Regions from separate parts of the Dromaius novaehollandiae genome. Here region 1 is linked to region 2. A link is a contact called in public Hi-C data. All regions are on one chromosome and are shown on one strand. The core of a region is the stretch at or near the end of the contact, and the rest is flanking DNA. Distances in the headings are between cores, read along the strand shown. Region 1 has its middle 9.3 kb from the start of UCHL1. Region 2 overlaps LIMCH1 (LIM and calponin homology domains 1).

Region 1 (2,700 bases), core at 36-2,535, 180 kb before region 2:
TGCAGCCAGCTATGAACACTGAAAGCTGAGAAATATCATTAAAATTCTTTAGTGACTGAAGGAATTAAAATACCACTTGCATTTTGTCATTTTTAAAATTCTTGCACATGGTGATACTACATTATAGGGAGTGGTTGACGCACCACATGTTTCAAACCCAAGGGACCTTGATACATTAGATGCCTGGGCTGAGAGAAACTGTGCAGGGCTCAGTAGGGCAAGGTGCAGCACCTGCCTGAGGCCACCGCCTGTACCTGCATGGGCTGCGAGGAGGTGATGGGCTGAGTTGCAGCCCTGCTCACCAGGCCCTGGGGATTACGGTGGGTGCCAAGTTGAATATAAGCCAACATGTTGTGTGCTCTCCTTACAGGTAAGGCAAATGGCATACCAAACTGTTAGGATGAATGTGGCCAGCAGATAAAGGGAAATCACTATTCCTCCCTATCTGGCCCTGGTGAGGCTGCACCTGGAATAGCATGTCCAGTTCTGGGCTCTCCAGTGCAGCAAGGATGTGGAGAAGACACCTCTGGGAGATGTCCTTCAGGAGAGGACCTGGTGAGGGTCCATCAGAAGGCTTACCAGGGCAGTTGGAAGCCTAGAGGACATGGCCCACAAGGAGAGACTGAGGGAGCTGGGCTTGTTTAGTCTGGCAAAGAGGGGGCTGGGGAGGATCTCATTGCAGCCTACAGCAACTTGAAGGGCAGTTGCAAAGATGGTGAAGCAACTTTTTCCTGGTAGCAGCAGGTGGTATAAGCAAAGGGCAATAGCCATGAATTGCAGCTCGGAAGGTTCAGTTTGGGATGTTTCGAAACTAGGAGAGTACTTATTCACTAGGTAGTGTAGTACTGGAACAAGTCACCAGAAAAATGGGGGCATCACCATCCTTGGAAATTTGCAAGGTTCAGCTAGACAAAACCACAGCTGACCTGATAGAGTATGGACAGTAGTTCCACCTTGAGTAGGAGGTCAGGCGAGATGGTCTCCAGAGGTCCCTGCCAACACACACATTTTTGTGATAAATACTAGATGATCGCTAGCTATTTTTAAATATTGCAATTTATTGCTTTTGCATATGCTGGGGAGGGGGCTAGATTTAACAATCAATAGTCGTTAAACTGCCCCAGGTTACCTGTTGTTCTACGAAAAATTTGAAATGCTGTCAGTGTTCAGCCTTGGGAAGTGAATATTGTGCTGCAGGAAGAGGAGCTCATCAGAAGGCTCCTCTTGGTCCCACACGTGGGGGAGCTGTTTCCTGCAGGACGAGCTGGAGGCCGAAGGCTGGTGCTGCTGACTGCTGTTTTTCCACTCACACTGGAGCGGAAGAACAAGAACAGAACAGCAGCCTGTGCATCTAGGAGGAGGCTGCAGGTTTTGTTGCAGGTGGGAGGGCTGTCTCTTCACGAAGGCACTTCTAGCTTGGAGGGGAAGAAGAGCTGGGGACAGTAGAGGAAAAAGGAATCTATGCAGGGGGCAGATCTGAGGGAGCTCTTCCAAGGTCAATGGATCAGAAGCATAAGTAAGGTGAGTCCTCCCTGAGGATGAGTGTAACAGCCCCGAAGATGACAGGATACAGGAAGAAGAGCAGAAAGTGCTGAGAAAATGGGAAAAGGAGAGCATTCCTGCTAATCTTTCCAGGCTCATCTTTCCAGCAGCATCAGCTTCCATGAATAACATAAACAGTTTAATGAAGTTTCCCGGTTCTTTAAAGAATTGCCATGCATCAGATGTATGTAGTTCTAGATGAAATCCAATGCATGAGTAAATACATAATGAGCAGCTTAGAACTGATTTGAAAATTTCTTCTGTACTTGTTGCTTTACATGCGTTTCAGATGTGGTTAGCTGTCATTGCAAGGTCTGCAGCAAGATATAAAAAATTCAGAGATCTGCATGACTTTGGAGGAACAAGAGTGGGCGGAAAATATTTCAGTGGGTTTAACGTTTCAAGTGCTGTACCACAAAAAACAAGACAGGCAATTCTATTGCATAGGATCATTCAGCATCACACTGAGAAAGGTGGGGCACTATTACTTGCAGCACTATAGCCAGACTGAATTGCATTTGCTTTTCAAGTCTTTGTACAGGTACACGTTAAGATCTTATTAGAATAGCTTGCAGTCTTAATGTATGCAGAGTGGGAGAAATGCAGGTTTACTAGCCCCACTTTGCAAGTAAGGAACTGAGATGTAGATTCAGTGACCTGCCTGAGGTGATGCATGAAATTGATGGCAGAGTTGGAATTAAAGCTAACTTTATAACTACATGTTTTTTTGCAGGCTGAGTTTAATATTTACACTAGTTTGGCTTTGGGTCTGAGTTAATATACCCTACCTCTTAGCATGGCTTATTAGCTAAGGCTCAGTGTTAGACTAACCAAAGCTTGATTAACTTGGAGAACAGTCAGGTGATCTCATGTCTGTCTGCAGAAGAGTGCCTGTATTGACATACAATCCCTTGAGTCCTCTTATAATGCCTCAAGATATTTCGCTGGTAGACTTCTGTTGCATCGTGATTCAAGAAATACTACTCTCTCCCTCCTTTCCTCCCCACTCCGATCCCACAAAAAAAGTTCAGCAATGCAGGGAAGTTGAGGAATATTCATAAATCTAAATTGCAATTGATTTTAGAAAAAGGGCAGGTTGTAGTATTCAGGCTTTCTGACATACCAAAGAATCAGGTGGCAAAGTTGTAGCTACATTAC
Region 2 (2,700 bases), core at 67-2,566:
TGACTCATGGAGGTGAGGTGTGCTTCCTGCCTGCTTGCTCTCCATATGGGGCGCTCGCAGGCAGGCGTGTTGGAGAGGAGGTCCTCAAACTTTCCATGCTGCCCTTTCAAAGTGTGCATTTTACTTTGTGCAGCTGGAGACCCGCTCACAGGCAGGAGGTGCAGGTATGAGCCCTGCCCCCAGAAAAGATGGTGGGAGCATCTGGGAGGAAATTTCATCAGATTTTCTCTTGCAGCTGTTAATCAGATGGGCAGAGAAACAGTGAGTCTACAATAGACCACTTCTGAAATGTGTTACTTTTTATTTCTAAAAGTGGTCTTTTTTTTTTTCTGTTGAATGCATCAAATTCTAGGTCTTTCGTGTGTTAGAAGCACTGTGCAATAGCTGATTGGTTTGCTGCAGCTTTTCTTGCTTTGCCTACTGGGAAAGCTGCTGTAAGTGCAAGCTGTTAAAGAGATCTGCTGAAGTGCTACTGTTTTTTGATGGTGTGGATTTAGTTCTGCAACAGGCTTGTCCTGGGTCAGGAAGCTGTCTTCACAAGTGATTTGAATTGTTGGCTTGATAAGGTCTCACCATATTTTTTCAGTCCTCTCTTAATAATGTTTCAAGTATTCATTACCTTTGATAGGAACTCTGGCTTTTTCCTTCAGATAACAGATTGTTTAGGCAGCCATGGAATAAAGGAAGTATTTAATTATTTTGTCACTTTTAAAACCTTAGAAGATGCTGTGTATTCACTAATACATACGTCGTTATGTTATTCTGGAAGAGAGAAATAAGGGTGAAAGGTATGCTTATCTTCAGCTAACACAATTCAAGATATCCTACTATTTTTGTAAACTTGCATGGGCTATTCCAAAACAACTGTGTAATGGGTGTTGATGAACCTTTAGGAAAGGACGTTAAAGCCCAGTGACTCCACACCAGATAGCACATACTGCTTATGAATTTACTTCCCAGTGCTCTGCTCCCTACTGAGCTCAATCAGATACATTTTGGTTCAAATACATTACAAAGAAGCGGCAAGCACTGCCTTAAGGAATCAACACATACTTTTATTTCCACTGTAGTCGTCGTGTTTCAACCACATTATTGTCTGCAGGCCTCTTCAGTGGAAGAAGATACAGCAGCCAGCCAACAGGTTGGGGCCGGCCCTGGAAGTGCAGGAGCTGTGAGCCTGGCGTGTGCTTCCCTGGGTGAGTTGCTGCTGTCCAGGGCAAGCCCTGGCCCTGGCCCTGGCCCTGGCCTTGGCCCACCAGCGGGCTGGGGTTTTGGGCCATCCTGCCGCAGGAGCTCGATAAGCGTGTCTGTAGCGGCACCGCGAGGGTTTGTTAGGAAATGCAGAGTATGTCAAAAATTGCACGTTTAACTGCGCATTGCTCTGGATGCGCGTTGTCTGCTTTGTTGTTCGTGTACCTGAATAGCTGCTGCTATAGTGTGCTGTAACCAGAAAGCAATCAGGGCAGAAACCACCAGTCAGTAACAGCTTGTGTTTAGCATATTTTTTTCAAGACATTAAAGAATGAGGTACTTCAGTCCTCCTCCTAGGGTTTTGCATTTGGGAGTGAATTAAATCAACAGTATTGTACGCGCTCTTGATTTTCCACTTTAAAGCCTTCATGCATGAATCCTAATCAGAAGAAAGCAATTTACTTGTAAAATTGTCCTTCTCTATTACATTTGAGTCTACTTTCCCCAGTAGCGGTGTCTCTAAAACATTACCCTTCAGCATGCATTTAATCTGCTGCCTACTATCATACTAAATTCATGTTCTTTTTTTTTTTTGTTATTCATTTTTTAAAATTGGCCTATCGTAGTTTATTGTGGTATGCGTAAGTAAAAGGTAAAATTTGAAGCAGATATTTACAAGAAATCTCTGCCTGTAATTGGTATAAAAATGTATTGCTCCACTCATCAAGCATGAAGTTACTTAAACAATTGAGCTTTCCCATCAAATATTTAACATAGTACCATCACCCCATTAGTAGAAGCACCTCCAGCCTTTTCTTGAGGTGCTGCAGGTCTCTAAAGCACACAGACTGTTAGCAAGGGCTCATCAGCTGGCTTAAATACTCTGGTGGCTCACAGGTGGAAACAGGCCAGCCTTTCTGGTGGATAAATCATTGTATAGCAGCATGGAGGTTAACAGTCTTGAATTGCACCTGATGGGTAATACAGAAGTCCTGGCTTCTCTGAGATTAATTTGCCTGTGTTGAAAGATTATTTTTAAAAGCACCTGGATCATGGGCTTATGGTATATCCAGTAAGAAATTAGATTGTAAGGAGGGCTACATTTTATTTGAAGAAATATCTTAGCTTTGCAACTTTGTCTCGTGTATGTGTGGAGTAGTTTCAGATCAAAAGCAGTTCAGGTCAACTGCAGCTTGTGCCAGCCCTGTTGTGACCAGCTTAGTGTTACCTGCTAGCCCTGTCCCTTTGGAGGAAGCTGCTTCCAGCGAGAAAGACGTGAAGAAACCTGAAAAGGAACAGCAGAAGGAAGCACAGCTCCCTGCTACGCAGGAGGTATGTCAGGGCAAGGAGACGGAGCAGAAAACAAGACAAAACAGAGGAAGAAAGGTCTCGCAGGCAAATGTTCACTGCACAGACAACTGGTTGGTGTTTTGCTCTATGTAATGTCACACTAGCGGTTCATTCAAAGCAGCCTGCCAGTGACTAACCCCGCAGGGTGGTTTCTGTGCA

Evidence for each region. Hi-C and Micro-C count contacts between places; a contact is called where the count stands out from the background.
Region 1: a Hi-C map of brain shows a contact between it and region 2, with 9 times the contacts expected there. The contact joins two enhancer-like sites. A contact is called at or near these places in 3 of 4 Hi-C or Micro-C datasets (brain, liver and ovary).

The regions. Positions count from the first base shown.
Region 1 is chr4:62,152,011-62,154,710 of bDroNov1.hap1, reverse strand. No RefSeq gene overlaps it. Among named protein-coding and RNA genes, the nearest start is that of UCHL1, 9.3 kb to the left of the region's middle. Within about 2 kb of position 1,285, at least 1 of the 2 cell types and tissues checked has open chromatin away from gene starts, as enhancers often do.
Region 2 is chr4:61,972,922-61,975,621 of bDroNov1.hap1, reverse strand. It overlaps LIMCH1 (LIM and calponin homology domains 1), which reads left to right. Exons shown (of 34, transcript XM_064511217.1): 21 at 1,103-1,196; 22 at 2,351-2,523. Among named protein-coding and RNA genes, the nearest start is that of PHOX2B, 47 kb to the right of the region's middle. Within about 2 kb of position 1,316, at least 1 of the 2 cell types and tissues checked has open chromatin away from gene starts, as enhancers often do.